Regions from separate parts of the Mus musculus genome. Here all the other regions are linked to region 1. The links are chromatin contacts, called in public Hi-C, capture Hi-C and promoter capture Hi-C maps. All regions are on one chromosome and are shown on one strand. The core of a region is the stretch at or near the end of the contact, and the rest is flanking DNA. Distances in the headings are between cores, read along the strand shown.

Evidence for each region. Promoter capture Hi-C pulls out the DNA fragments that hold promoters and counts their contacts. A called contact is a pair of places that touch in the nucleus more often than the background predicts. Capture Hi-C pulls out chosen DNA fragments and counts their contacts.
Region 2: a capture Hi-C map of embryonic stem cells shows a contact between it and region 1, with 5 times the contacts expected there. The contact joins two enhancer-like sites. A contact is called at or near these places in 4 of 39 promoter capture datasets (embryonic stem cells, hippocampal neurons and liver), 9 of 484 Hi-C or Micro-C datasets (the G1E-ER4 cell line, embryonic stem cells, nephron progenitors and 2 more), 3 of 115 datasets of contacts at active chromatin or transcription factors (all in embryonic stem cells) and 2 of 9 other capture datasets (embryonic stem cells and pancreatic islet).
Region 3: a contact with region 1 is called in a Hi-C map of cerebellum, with 3 times the contacts expected there. The contact joins two enhancer-like sites. A contact is called at or near these places in 1 of 39 promoter capture datasets (embryonic stem cells), 14 of 484 Hi-C or Micro-C datasets (cerebellar granule neurons, cerebellum, differentiating embryonic stem cells and 3 more) and 1 of 9 other capture datasets (embryonic stem cells).
Region 4: a promoter capture Hi-C map of embryonic stem cells shows a contact between it and region 1. The contact joins two enhancer-like sites. A contact is called at or near these places in 1 of 39 promoter capture datasets (embryonic stem cells), 13 of 484 Hi-C or Micro-C datasets (Th1 cells, embryonic stem cells, nephron progenitors and 2 more), 2 of 115 datasets of contacts at active chromatin or transcription factors (both in embryonic stem cells) and 2 of 9 other capture datasets (embryonic stem cells and pancreatic islet).

What each region holds. Positions count from the first base shown.
Region 1 is chr16:48,560,903-48,564,663 of GRCm38.p6, reverse strand. It overlaps Morc1 (microrchidia 1), which reads right to left. Exons shown (of 27, transcript NM_010816.1): 16 at 3,024-3,129. Among named protein-coding and RNA genes, the nearest start is that of Gm41458, 51 kb to the left of the region's middle. Within about 2 kb of position 2,118, at least 14 of the 459 cell types and tissues checked have an H3K27ac peak or open chromatin away from gene starts, as enhancers often do. A contact at or near this core is called in cerebellum and embryonic stem cells, where this site is marked.
Region 2 is chr16:48,318,750-48,322,510 of GRCm38.p6, reverse strand. Dppa2 (developmental pluripotency associated 2) reads right to left here. Exons shown (of 7, transcript NM_028615.1): 7 at 2,998-3,761. Among named protein-coding and RNA genes, the nearest start is that of Dppa2, 10 kb to the right of the region's middle. Within about 2 kb of position 1,975, at least 7 of the 459 cell types and tissues checked have an H3K27ac peak or open chromatin away from gene starts, as enhancers often do. A contact at or near this core is called in embryonic stem cells, where this site is marked.
Region 3 is chr16:48,370,682-48,374,442 of GRCm38.p6, reverse strand. No RefSeq gene overlaps it. Among named protein-coding and RNA genes, the nearest start is that of Gm5485, 40 kb to the left of the region's middle. Within about 2 kb of position 1,727, at least 9 of the 459 cell types and tissues checked have an H3K27ac peak or open chromatin away from gene starts, as enhancers often do. A contact at or near this core is called in cerebellum, where this site is marked.
Region 4 is chr16:48,421,143-48,424,903 of GRCm38.p6, reverse strand. No RefSeq gene overlaps it. Among named protein-coding and RNA genes, the nearest start is that of Morc1, 8.2 kb to the left of the region's middle. Within about 2 kb of position 2,138, at least 11 of the 459 cell types and tissues checked have an H3K27ac peak or open chromatin away from gene starts, as enhancers often do. A contact at or near this core is called in embryonic stem cells, where this site is marked.

The DNA of each region.
Region 1 (3,761 bases), core at 869-3,368:
GGACCAGGGAGTGGCACCATCTGGTGGTGTGGCCTTGTTGGAATAGGTGTGACCTGGTTGGAATGGGTGTGTCACTGTGGGTGTGGGCATAAGATCCTCACCCTAGCAGCCTTTGGATGAAGACATAGAACTCTCAGCTCCTCCTGCACCATGCCTGCCTGGATACTGCCATGCTCCACCTTGATGATAATGGACTGAACCTCTGAACCTGTAAGCCACCCCCAATTAAATGTTGTTTTTTATTGCCTTGGTCATGGTGTCTGTTCACAGCAGTAAAACCCTAGCCTAAGAAGTTTTCTATTGTTGATACGTGGAAGGAGGGGAAAGTTGCATCCAGTCACTAAAAGAGGAGGTGGAGGGAATCAGAAAACATAAGGGTGTTGGGCTTAGAGAGAGAGGAGACTGGGAATGGGGAGGACCTCTCCACACTGGAAACAGAGAAGGAAATAGAAGGCAGAAGGAAACCACCCGCTCTTCAACGCTTTTCAGTGCGTTGAGCATGGATTTCTCTTGACCCCTACCAGCAGAGAAGAGTGAGGAACTACCACTGAATTCAAGCACTGCTGTGAAAAAACCACTTCATTCTGCCTTCATGTGGTGTTGGCTATTATTGTTATTTTCCAAGGAAGGTGCTACATAAACAAAGCCCAAGGATGACTGCACAAGGATGTCTATACAGCCACCAACCACATGAACCTGAAGACACTTACGGAGCAGCATTTACACAGGACTACTTCATTTGAGAAAAGAACCTCCTGGCCATGTTAAGTTTTTATTCAGAACAGAGAAAGGAAGTATTTTATTAAAATGAAGCACACGCAACTGTCTACCTTCAAAGATCTTTGGACAATTTTAATATGCAGTACAACCTCTATGTATTTTGCATCCTTTCTGAAACAGAGGAGACTTTGCTTCAGCCAAATACAGGCATCATTTTTACCCCGCTGGTGATCCCTGCATTCAATACAGATGAATGCATATCATGAATATAATGGGAGCGTGCTGACAGCTATTTCTCAGAGATTGTAACAAAAATGTAGTTTCCCTCTGTGCTTGAACCAGAAAACAAACAAGACTTCAGTAGCCTCAACAAAACTGGCTCTATGTTAGTTTGTCCAGGCTGCTGGCCCTGAATACTACAATGGGTAAGATGGTTTTAATCATTAAATGCATGTAAAGTGGAACTGAGTTCCATAGGATGTTCTATTACAGACTCTCTGCTTCAAGTTCAGCTTGAAGGGAGAATCGCCAGCAGGTCACTAAAGCCTTCTGGGTATCTGTGCTTTCTCCTCTTAGGGATGGAATGAGTTCACAGGACTTTTATGAAGATGGAAGGGTAAGCTTTTGTGTTTACAAAAGGGGTGTTTCTGTCTCAAGTTCTGTTTCATAGACCATTGTTCATTCAAACGCCATCCACTAGCATTGATTTTGGTGGCTACTAGGAAGCCATTTTGGACCACCAACTGTAGGCTCTGGGACTCTAGGCAATACCTTGTCTACTCTCAAGACTCTTGACAGTTCTTGTTCTCACAGAACATGCCCTAATACACAACCATATCAGGTTTGTTTATATGAGTTTATTTTATATGATTCTATCATCTAAACTCAACAGTGCATAGGTCTCCTGGCAGACATCAATCCCCACTTTTCATGAAGGTAGGTCCAGACTGCGACGCTGAATCAGAGGACTGAGTGAGGTCACAGGACTGATTCCCAGTCTTCCCCCAGGAGTCATCGTATCCACACAACAGACTGTGAGTTCCCTATGCAGGAAGCGTCTGCTCCCAATTAGATGCTCTTACATCTTGCTAAGCCTCCTGCTGCTGTTTTCTGCATATTTTATTATAATCTGTTCAGTGGGGATGACATACAGATGGTCAGTATTATGCCATTGTGTTGAAAGGTTCAGGGACTTCGGGGAACAAGAAATAGAAGCACTTTCTGGTATTTATAGTTTCAGAGTCCATCAATTTTCTGTCAACACAACTAAATTTGTCTTGCCTCTCCTTGCAAGTGGAATTATCTGGATGCGTAAAAGGGACAAAGTTAATGTGGTCTTGAGGATGATTCTGCAATGCTTTGTGAGGCATCCCTAGTTGCTAAGGGATGAGGGCGAGAGCATGCTAGTTCAGGGTCACGGGACAATGGAAGTAAAGAAAGCTGTGAAAGGCAGCTTCCCGGGGGGTTAGTCTTCAGAGCTGGATAAACATACTTGAAGAAGAGGGATTACTCTCGGGTCCACATTAGTAAAAGTGATCCCTTTACTCTTTAGCTCTAAGGACATAGAGGAGATTGTACAGAGAAAGCAGTGCTGGGGTGGGGCGAAGATGCCTCTATTAAAAAGGAATACTAACTCCCTTCCCTAGAGAAAGGATATTAGTCTAAAAGGGCTCGACAGCCATCAATATTTAATCAGCCCTTTTTCCTGTTTAGTCTGAACTTTTTCCTCTAGCATATAAAATAATGGAATCAATACATGACTTAATTTTTTTTTAAATCATATATTCTAACAGCTTAGAGCTGCTGGACACACCCTCTCAGGAACACTCCTGTAAGAGCAAGTTGTTGGCTTGTGTGCATGGATGGGAGATGCAGCTCAGGAGGCCAAGGCTTCCTGCTAGGTGGAAGGCCCACACACATGAGGCCCTGTGCTTTGTGATAGCAGATCTGTTTTTTGTTTGTTTGTTTTGAGACAGGGCTTCTCTGTGTAGCCCTGGCTGTCCTGGAACTCACTCTGTAGACCAGGCTGGCCTCGAACTCAGAAATCCACCTGCCTCTGCCTCCCAAGTGCTGGGATTAAAGGCGTGCGCCACCACCGCCCGGCCAGATCAGTTTAAATCAATAGAAAAATATACTAACCAACAATATTCTCATAGATAGCCAAGGAGTTTACAAAGGCTTTAAAGAGAAATGGGCCTCTAAGGTAAAAATCTCTCTATAACTGACACTTTCAAGGTTTATAAGGGATACCTTAGGAATTTTACATTGACAAGAGAATTTTTGGAGAATTACTCAACACTTACCTGTTTTCCAGGTTGTTGGGATTACTGGCACAAATCCATAGGTCAGGTAATCCTTTTTCCTGGTAATTGGAAGAGGAAGGCAGGACTCTCCATTTGAGACAAAGATCTGACCATTAAGACAAAAACACAAAAGAAATGAATCTATTTAAACAAACAAACAAACAAACAAACAAGTCAGTTCAGCCACACCCGAAGCAGTGGCCCTTTGAGCACACACCCCGTGCCTGTTGACTGTCTATTTCTGCCTTCCAGGAGCTATATGCAAAGCTCATCTAGAAATGTGCAATCATCATCGTGACTGCTCCAGCTCCCTCCAGACTGGTTGCTATTACTTGTGAGCAAGGAACCTCGCTAGACCACCCTCTCCCTCTTGACTCCCATAGTGTCCAGCCCACTCCCATCCATTCCACTTTCCATTCAGATCCACAGAACTGACAGAAAAAGTGAAAGTCAAGATCTATAAGTCATTCACGCACTGCCCTCCGCTGCCCCGCTCTTTCCCTTGATCTTACTCCACAGCCTGTTCTGATATCCTTGTGTGCTTCCCCTTACAATTCCTCCTTGCCTTTAGGCCCAAGGCACACAGCTGTCTTTAGGCTAAACCTAAATTTAATCCTGGATTCCCTCTTGACACAAAGGTAAACATTTCCTGCACTCCTGAGGCAAAAGCAGTTTGCACAGCCAATAAGCCCTTGAACTACCTCCTACAGCCTGTGGGTCTTGAGAGAATGACTTAAT
Region 2 (3,761 bases), core at 726-3,225, 240 kb after region 1:
ATAGGATTCCCAGGTTGCTAAACAGTTTCTTGTGGGTCTTAAAGAGGATCCAAGTTTTGGTTGCCTGCCCCACATTAAGCACCTCTCAGCCACTTACAACTCCAGCTTCAGGGGCTCTGACACCTTCTCTGTCCTCTGTGGTACTTCCACATACATGTAGGCAAACATATACATAAACAAATAATAACCACATGATTCTGTATCCTTGCCTTTTTTTTTTTTCCTTTGGAGACAGGTCTTCACCTTGTATCTCTGGCTAATCTGGAACTCACAAAGATGTCTACCTGCCTCTGTGTCCCATGTGCTAGGATTATAGGCTCAGCATCCCCCTTTCATTATGAGTGGAGCTTTGTACAATGAAAGGCTGAGAAGTAGATACCACACTGGGTTGTTTAGGGAATAGAAAGGAAAGAAGTCTGCACACCTTTCATACAGATTAGAACCCAGGAATACTTCGTCAGCACAGAGCTTCAGAACGGCCTAGCATGCTTACAAGCCCCGACTTTATCCCTAGTGCAAGAAAAAGAAATTAGCCAAGGGGTGGCGGCGTGGATTGTGATTGGGATCACCTTACAGTCTCCTTGCACGGAGCACAGCCCTGCTCCCATCAGTGCTCATTCTCCCCATGTCCAGGCTCTGCAATGCTGTTGCTGTTCCTTCTACCAAACCCTCTATTTTTATTCCCACCTGGGAAACACCAATGTCCCTAAAGTCCATGTAGGCACTTTCTGTAAATTCTGACTCTGTGAGTTGTTTGAAGGGGATTTTATTTTGTTATCATATATTTTCCTCCAAATTGTTCTTTGGACCCTGAGAAGGAAATAGTTTAAATGGCAAAAGAGACTTGGAAGATCTGATTAAAGCTCTTGATTTTTGTTTCATTTTTCCAAGCAGGGTTTCTCTGTAGCACAGGCTATCCTGAAATGAACTCTATAGACCTGATTGGCTCTACAACTCAGATGTGCCTGTCTCTGATCCCCAAGTTCTGGGATTAAAAGCATGTGCCACCAGGCTCAGCAAATTGAAGCTTTTGAAAGGGAAAAAATGACCTTAGATTATCTGGGCAGTGGTGGCCCATGCCTTTAATCCCAGCACTTGGGAGGCAGAGGCAGGCGGATTTCTGAGTTCGATGCCAGCCTGGTCTACAGAGTGAGTTCCAGGACAGCCAGGGCTACACAGAGAAACCCTGTCTCGGAAAACAAAAAGATTATCTGGTATAACCAATGCTGTCACAGGTTCCTGATTTAGAGCGGGTGGGGGGAGGGAGGATGTTGGCAAGAATCAAGGCAAGATTGAAGGAAGAAGAATCCATCGCACTGAAAGAACCGCAAAGGTTAACAATGTAACAATGTTTCAGTTTGCATGGAGAGGGAGACAGGTGTCTGGGCTGCAATTCTAAACTAAGAGGCAGACTGAACCTTAAATAACTATGGCCTCCTACCTCCTTTTAATGTCAAAATGACTTTTTTTTTATGTAGACAGCATTATGCCTGCAATGTATGCCTGCAGGCCAGAAGAGGGCACTAGATCTCATCACAGATGGTTGTAAGCCACCATGTGGTTGCTGGGTATTGAATTCAAGACCTCTGAAAGAGCAACCAGTGGTGGGTTATGGTTTTGTTTGCTTGTTTTTTGTACTTTGTAGACCAGGCTGGCCTCGAACTTAGAAATCCGCCTGCCTCTGCCTCCTGAGTGCTGGGATTAAAGGCGTGCGCCACCACGCCCGGCTTCCTTTTTTATTAGGTATTTTCTTCATTTACATTTCCAATGCTATCCCAAAAGTCCCCCTCCTCCTTCCTTTCTTTGGTTCCTCTCTCCATTCTTTTTGTTGTTGAGGCAGCCTAGCCACAAAATCCTAAAATGACTATTTAGTCTAATCTGGCCTCAATTTGCCACTTGCCATACGTAAGGCTGGCCTTGTGCTCCCATTACCCTCTGGCTTCTGAGCACCCCTGTGTTCTCAGTGCATGTTACTCTGCATGAGAGCACAGAGGGGGCTGAGGTAGAATTAGTTCCAAGGCTAGCCTGGACTACAGCAGAAATCCGAGCTCAATCTGGGTCAGCTCAAAAAAACAGACTGGAAGATGCCCAATATATCAAGTGCTGGAGTCGCTATAGAAAACCTTAGGGTCATTCCATAAAAGGTGAAATGGTGGTACCTATTACCCATGCCAGCACTAGAATAGTAGGAAGGGGGGGCTCAGAAGTTCCAAGTTATCCTCAGCTACAAGGAAAGTTTGAAGGCACTCAGAGCTAAGGAAGACTTGGTTTAATCCTAACAATATATCATGGTGCACTCCAGCAGTCTGGGTGTAGTGGCACACCTTATATCTGGTGATCTGAGAAGCAGAGGCAAGATCAAGAGTTTGGTATTGACCTAGGTTACACATCCTGAAGACAAGCCCGAGACACATCCGTCTCAAACCTGTGTGCGAGACTGAACAGACAGAGGCATGTTTGTGAATTTGGGGGACCAGCCGGGGCTCCCCAGAGTCTCTATCCTCACCATCAATTTACAGCTGGGAATGTAGCTCTGTAAAGTATGTGACCTGCTAGTATGCCTACAGCCCTGGGTTGAATGTCCAGCATTGTACGCTGTGGTACACTTCAGCACTTAGGAAATGAAGGCCCAAGGATCAACCAAGCCCATAAACATGCAGTCAAGGAGAGATGAGGAGTCTGTGGGAGCCATGCTCTTCCTGGGGAGCTACTACTGCCAGTTGATGACTGCTGGAGCACGGAGAGCCATCAGCAGTCAGTTCAGCTGCAGGCGAGTGAGCTGCCTGTACACTGGTAAATACACTGTATTCATGTCTGTGTGAGTGGCCCCAAAGGCCAAATTGGTAGGGCTACAGGCACAATAAGAGAAGACAGGGATGGTGAGTGTGATCGGAGTGGGAAATGTCAAGTAATAACACTTTAAAAAAATTAAAATACTCAAGACCAGCCTGTGCTGCAAAAGACCCTGTCTTGGATATATAAAAACCAACCAGATATCCATATGTAATAGCATCAATTCATAAGGCACATCTTGGACAATGGAATCTCAACATTAAGAAAAATCAATCGAGGACATGGATATTTCTCACAGGCATATTGCTAGGTAAAAGCCAATCTGAACGGTAGCATACTATATGATTTCAAATGTATGGCACTCTATAAACACTTGTCAACACCCAGGTTGTTTAGCACAAGCAATGAACTCTATACTAGTCAAACATACATCAGTACTGGCTAAGTGGTATTGTACAGGCATGTAAAACCCAACACGTGTCTGGTCTACCTAGAATTTCCAGGTCCACTGGAGTTGCTACATGATAAAGCCATACTCAAAAAAAATTATATATATTTTTAAAAAAAGTACTTTCTGCTTTGCTAATTTGAAACTGCTCCCCATCTCCCCCCTCCAAAAAAAAATTTATATAAAAAAAGTACAGCAAAACAAACCCAGTAAAACCGAATCATTTCTCAGGTAGCTAAGCATTTAGCCAATCCAGCACGAGGCCATGAGGAGCTGTCAGAGATGTTAAGATACAGCGAGGTGTTGTTAGAGTGATGCAAATCCAGCACGAGGCCATGAGGAGCTGTCAGTCAGAGATGTTAAAATGCAACGGGCTGTTGTTAGAGAGATGGATGCTGATTTGTCAACAGAGTCTCCACTCTGCTGGGAGACAGGAGGAGGGGCTTCTGATGACTGACAGCCAGGTTTTTGTTTGTTTGTTTTGTTTTGTTTGTTTTTAGCCATTATAGGGATCACAGAA
Region 3 (3,761 bases), core at 478-2,977, 190 kb after region 1:
TGACATCAGTGATAATTATTATGGACCTAACATTTGGAATTTTATAGAGATATAAAAAAAGACAAAGACAAATGCAGCCCAGGATTGCCAATGCATGTGACTTGAAGGAACTAGACTAGAGCTAACCTGGCAAGAATTGGTTTGTCCCACAGAGAAGACAGTACGGTTATGCCAGGCAGGAGGTGGAAAGGCTATACTGACAGGTTGGATACTTGAAAGGCTCAATAAACATAAATCTGAAGATGGTGAGTGTTGTAACAACAGTCTAACATGACTGTACAGCATCAACTTGGGGCGTTCTAAACTGTCTCTGCAAGCTCACAAAAGGCTGGTGTGTGACCCTCACTCATGAAGCAGCCTGGATGCTCAACAAGATGCCAGTACCCCTGAGGAATCTCTATTCTGAGAGCCAACCACCATGCCCAACTTGGGCTAACAACTCTCCACTCTGCGGAGCACTTGTGCTCTTCCCCGTAGGTGGGACCACCTGGCCACTGAAAGCAGCCATTAAAGACCCAGAGCCAGCCATGATACCCGCAGAGTTGGCTAATGGAAATGGAGATTGTTCAAAAGGGAGCACCTCCTGGGATGCAGAGCTCTGTGGATCCCTCTCAGGCACAGGATGAAGCATTATCACCATCCTTTCCTCCTGCTGAGTCAGGTTCGGATTACACTCCAGGTCACTATGGGAACCTGGCAGAAATGAGTGTCTGGCTCTTTGTATCAGTCTTAGCTTCTTTAGCTCACATCTATCCTTCGGTGATGGCTCTTGTGGAAGAAAAAAAAAATGGATCAGGAAGGAAGGACAAAGGGAAGGAAGGAAGGAAGGAAGGAAGGAAGGAAGGAAGGAAGGAAGGAAGGAAGGAAGGAAGATCGCAAACAGGCAATTTCTTGTTGAAGGCAATGTAATCCACTAAAGGCAATGAAGACACTGATACTCTTCTTGAGGCAATTTAACAGTGCAGTAACCAGTCCCTTAGAACTGATATCTTCATCCTATGCCAAGGAAGTAGACACACTTTAAATGTGGTTTATATGTGGCTATTCCTTATGGAATGATCTAACATAAAAACAAAATGGGGAAAAAAATAACATCCAACAATTAAAGAATAGCCACACGAATTCTGCTATAGTCATGCACAGTGATGTTACTTACTCATCAAAAGTGTTTAATATTTGATATTGTGATGTTAAGAAATAAAGCCCACAGAGGAAACAATATAGAGGGTGTAGTTAAGGCATTTCTGCATACAGAGCACTTAACAAACAGAGACTTAACAAAATAAATAGTAGTTTTCCTTATGGTGTGCAGGATAGTAGGTGATCGTCTTAATTTTCTAGCTGTGTGTACAAAACTTATACCAAGACTATATCCTTATTTTGTCTGTAAATAAATACATGTATAATTAGAAAGAATAGGAGGCAAACCAAAAGCAGAAGGGTAAATTGTAAATTATAATCAAATCTCTTACAGATACATTAATTCAGATTTATGTTACAATCTGTTCTGCCTACCCACACAATCCTTGCCTTTTCCCTCCCCCAAATCACCACCACCATCCCTAGCTTGTGGACATTAAGGACGTGGAAGCATCTTTTATATTTGCCATAAGGCAAGCTGGTTGGAACGGACGAGGAACAAACCATCTTTCCTCATGAGTGTCAAACTGTTCTGAGCAAGGCCCCTGTCCTATCCAGCCTACTATGACAAAGTATGGCAAGGCCAACTGGGGGCAGCTAAGGCTGACAGCTGGTGCCCTGGGCTATGTCAGCCTTGCTGAGTGGCCAGGCAACTTAAAAAGACAACAGGAAACAGATGGCCAGCCTGGTCTCCTCTTTGGCTAGTCTATGAGGACCATCTGGAGGAAAGAAAATCGGTCCGCTGCCTGGTGACGAAGGTGCTGTGGTAAAGCCCAGTCCTCACATTTTGCAGTGTGTAATGCCCAGGGAGAAAGTGAGGGAGATCTTTGGGAATTAATGAGAAACAAAGACTAGTGTCACAGCTCATGCCACACAAGGAGCCATTACTAAAGGGCACAGTGTTCTTGAGCCAGGACCCCACAGAATTCCAAAACCCTTGAGACTTATGGTCCTGCGAATGCTGCCCAGAGATGCTTTCAGTCAGGGCTTCAGACTAGAATTCCCATCTTTTACTCTGCTTGTAGGTCAACTTCTCCAGCATTGTTCCATGTCTCTGAGTTGACCCGACCATCAGTCAATTCTGCTGGGATGTCCTCTCTGCTTGTACCACATGTCTTTGCATAACTTTAATTTTGTAACTAAAATGCTGGCTTGTTCAAATGGAGGTAATAAACCCCAGTCCTTTCAGTGTGGCTTGGGGTCTTGGTCCTGAGAGTTAAAACTGTCATGAAGGCTGTTCCCATGTGAAGACAAATGGAAAATGACAGGGAAATCGAAATGAGAGACTGCAGCCCCTTCTGAATGCTCTCTGCATTCTGTTTTATTCCTGCAGCCCAGTAACTTGGGAATCTATAGGCAGTTGTTAATGGTTACTAGAGGAAGGAGAGACATTTTCTTCAGTGGTGTAGCTATGGTAATATTCCCACGCTCCTGAAATCACAGCTGTATCCATGCTCCAGTAAGTAATTCTAATGAAATTCATGGCGTCATCAAGAAGAGACAGGAAAGCAGAAGAGAGATTTAGAAAGAGGAAAGGGATCAGTGTGGGTAGCAGGGAGATGAAAATGATCGGGATTCATTACATACATGTATGAGTATGTTATAATGAAGTCCATCATTACCTAATAATATATAGTTTATATATGCTGTTAACATAAACAATGGGCTGACATTATTACTCAGTGGTAGAAGGCTTGTCTAGCATGTGTGAGGTCCAGCACTGAAAAAACAAAAAATAAAAAGAGTGCAAGAGGGCTGGAGATGTGGCTTAGTGGTTAAGAGAACCAAATGCTCTTCCAGAGGTCCTGAGTTCGATTCCCAGCAACCACATGGTGGCTCACAACCATCTGTAATGGATGCCCTCTTCTGGTGCGTCTGAAGACAGTGAACTCATATATGTAATATAAATAAATCTTTAAAAAAGAAAAGAAAAGAATTCAAGCCATGTATCAAGGGTAGTAAGATAGAGGCTCTAGACACTGATGACCACAGGGTTACTACATTGTCCTGGAATTCCTACTTCATAGCTGTTTTTAATGTATTCAAATTTGCATCTTCTATAAGATACTGATAGCTTTTTCCTGTGCCATGTCACAAATCGAATCCTAATGACATGGAGACTTGGAAGGTATGTTGTGACTGCCAGGCTGGAATTGTTACATTGTATAGTAAAAATAAATAAGCAAAAAAAAAAAAAAAAAAAAAATACACGCAGAGATTCTTTGAACAGACTGAGGATTGATTATTGAAGAATTGGAATGTCTTTGCCCAAAAGGACACCATTACTTTGTTGAAAACATACATAGAGATGAGTTTTAAAAGGGAAATGGGGCTAAAGAGATGGCTCAGCCATTCAGAACACTTGCTCCTCTTCCAGAGGACCTGAGTTCAGTTCCTAGCACCTATTTTAGATGGCTTACAAGTACCCATAATTCCAATTTCAGAGGAATCCAATGCCTTTAGCCTCTAAAAGCATCTACACTCATATGCTCACGCCCACGCGCGCGCGCGCGCGCGCACACACACACACACACACACACACAATTTAAAAACTCAAAATGAAATCTTAGAAACAGGAGGGGAGGGGAAGGAAACACGGCTGGGGAGACGGTTCAGCAGTT
Region 4 (3,761 bases), core at 889-3,388, 140 kb after region 1:
AGTAGATTACAGGTTGTCATTTTTTTTCAACGAAATATAATTCTGTTTTATGGAAAATATTAGTGAAGCTGTTGAGCCAGAGTCCCTCTGAAATCAGAAGCTAGAAAGCTGGAGGATAGTAAGAAGTCAGTTAATAATAGTAGAAAAAGTCACAAGAAACTTAGTATTTCATGTATGCCTTTTCATGTATGCCTTTAATCCCAGAACTGGTGAGGCAGGCATATCTCTGTCAGTTCGAGGCCAGTCAGGTCTTCAAAGTGAGTTCCAGAACAGTCAGGACTACATAGAGAAACCCTGTCTCAGGAAAAAAAAAAATATATATATATATATATATGGAGAGGGCATCGGATCATTACAAATGGTGGTGAGCCCCCATGTAGTTGCTAGGAATGAAACTCAGGAACTCTGGAATGTCAATGTCATGAGTCTCTACCAATTAGTCACAGCCTGGATCTGAAAAGGCAATACAGGGATTGGAATTATTTTTCTTGGAAATAATGGGGGGAAGTGCGTGCAAGTTTTTAAACTCACACCAACTTTAGCAAACTATTTTAAAAACCAGTGCAAGCAGCTTTGGCTCCCTATTAGAAAGCAAAGAGACAAAACAAGAGGATTGAACTTTGGAACACTCTTTAATGAAAATCTTTTTTAAAGTCCAAAGGTAGGAAAAAGTCTCACGCACGTAAGATAGACTGGTACCTTGGCCTTTGGGCTTAGCACTTACCAACGTGTGCTGAGTCACTGGCAATTCCAAAGGAGAGAAAAGCACATTTTTTTTTCCTGCTGTTACAAAAAAAAAAAAAAAGTACCATCTCTTAAAATGTCTTCTAACTCAAATTGCAGAGCTCTGAAATGGATCAAATTGTCTTGTATGCTCTCAAATGGGTCATTTGAGTCTAGGGACCTTACTTACCTGTAATTGTTCTATCTTCCCGTCTTATGCTGCAACAAGATCTGGAGGCTGCCTAGTATAAGATATTAAAAAACAAAACAAAACAAAAAATAAAACCTACTTTAGTGGAATTAAATTGCTTAGTATCTGAATTTTTCTACTATTTTCATATCTCTTCAATATCACAGTGCTAAACCGCTACTATTTGAGATGAGATCAAAGTATGTTGCCATAAAAGAATTATAGGGCATGCACTATATATAGAAACAAAGTGGACAACACTTTGAGAATAGTTTCTGTTGACCTTATTATGCAATTGAGCTATAATTACCTTTGGTTCACCATAACAATCATATGGTAATAATGAAAAAAATATAACATGCAGAAATAAGAGGAGCCTCTCTGTGATTTCAGAGATCCTCTGCCTTGAGCTTTCTTCCCTGGGGTCTTGATTTAGAGGATAAAATATCTTCAACAAGCCCTAAGAACTTCCATTTTACAGCAGAGAGAAATTTGAGGGTGTGGCGGGGGAGAATTGCCACGTGGACTATATGTGGCCACACTTAGTTTCAAGGCTCCAAGTTAGAGTATGAACCTTATTCTGCCTTCTTTGCTCAGAGACACTGGCAGGCCAGCCCCAGCTTCCATGGCGTCTAAAGCCCTGTCCAGAAAGAAGGCTTGCTCAGAGAACATATCTTAATAGTATGGTCAGTAGTGGATTGTCTTTCTAAGCCTCTGAATGAAAATCATGAAAGGCTATTGGGAAACAGAGTCGAAAAAAGAAAAGAAAAGAAAAGAAGGGAAGGGAAGGGAAGGGAAGGGAAGGGAAGGGAAGGGAAGGGAAGGGAAGGGAAGGGAAGGGAAGGGAAGGGAAGGGAAGGGAAGGGAAGGGAAGGGAAGGGAAGAGGGAAGAAAAGAGCTAACAGAATAGAACAGAATGTGAGATGGAAGGTATTGTATACAAGACTCCATAACGTTCTTAGCCTTCCAAATTCCACATTTTTCCCAATTTTCTTTTAAGGTTTATTTTTATTTATGTGTGAACACGTGCTAGTGAGTGCCCACAGCGGTCAGAAGATGTAGGGTCACCCCTGGAGCTGGAGCTGCAGACCATTGTGAGCAATACAAAGTAGGTCCTGGCGACTGAACTCAAATTCTCTGCAGGAGCAGCAAGCACTCTGAACCAGAGAGCCAGCATTCCAGAGCACAGACCATCCAGTTCCAGGGCAAGTACAAAGGTTGAGAGCAGGAAAGGAGGCACTTGTTGAAAGTCTGCTTACTCAGGACTTCCTCATTTGCATCTTTATAGAGCCTAGATTCGTCTCTCTCTTCTTGAGGGGATGCCTGCCTCTTTAAAACCCTGATTGTCTTTCCCATTCCTACAATTACCTCTATTCTCTAAGCAGTTAGAACTAAATAGGGAAGTTGCTTCCCAAAGCTCCTCACCCCATTGTCTATGGATGGGCCATTACCACTGCCATGCTAAAGTGTGTGGATGCCACCATGCTTAGAGTAACATTACCATTCCTGTTTATTATTTAATTTGCAATGTTTGTGTCTGCAAAGGCATACATGTGTAGCTTGCATGTAGAGGCTTGAAGGTGACATCCAGTGTCTTGCTTTTTATTTATTGAGCCAGGATCTCTGACTGAATCTGGATTGTGAGTACTCTAGCTGGCCAGCTAGTTCCAGGGACCCCTCATTTCTGTCTACAGGGTGCTGGGATTACACATGACCTCCTCTTGTTGCTAAGCTTTCTGTGTGGGTTCTGAGGACCCAACCATCTTCACATTTGCACTGCAAGCACTTTACTGATCTATCTCCCCAGACCCTATTCATTTTTGTTAATACCTAATCTACACAGATAAAACTCTTCTTAAATACCACTGGTTATGAATATTAATCCTTTCCAAGTCCCTCTGGTAGTCATCACCCTGCCCCAGAGTACGCTGTGACCTGCCAATAGTCCACCAAGGCACTGAACTCACTGGACTTGTCTGTATTCATTAAATTTTATCCATTTAGTTCAAAACTTTCTTCAAGAAAGCTAGATAACCAGGACATGACAGCCACCTGTAATATTAACACTTAAGAGGCCAAGCCAAGAAGATTGCTGTGAGTTTGAAGCTAGCTTAGGCTACAAATTCAGACTACATAAGAACAAAACAGATATAGAGAGAGGGAAAGAGAGAGGAAGGGAGGGAGGGAGGGAGGGAGGGAGGGAGGGTGGGGAGGGAGGGAGGGTGGGGAGGGAGGGAGACATGTGGTTGATCATATTCTAGCCTATCTTCTGTCTCTCATTTTTTCTTCATACATCAATCCAATGCGACTCCCTCACATTCCTGCTTGTGTGGCTATATCTAACAAGATCATGTAATGGCGATAGCTTTATGTCATTGTGATATTGCTTATTCTTTCTGGGTTTATCGTTTCTTTTTCTCATTCTCCTTTACAAAACAAACATTCAGTGTCTCCACTGAAAATGTCATTATTCATGGTGTCATAATTCTCATCTAAAGTAATCAGAGGACTGTTGTTCTGGTGGAATCTCCAATAGCAGAAGAAGGCGCCAGTCTTACACAAAGGGTACTGAGACACAAAAAGGACCTGGAGACATCAGTTAAAAGTTAAAAGTCCTAAATGTCCCTTGCAGGTATTCTCTGTTTGGGGTTTTTCATAATTTCAAGAGCCATCCATGTAATATGCACTAAATCTGATCTTCTGGCTCCAAAGGATAAGTTTTTGATGGTCTTGAAAAGTCTGTTAAATACTGAAAACAAAGAAAAATGACTACAATAATTCATTTATTCCTTATTCCAAGGTCAGGAATGAACAAAATTTTAAGGATCACTCACATGCATGCACAAAC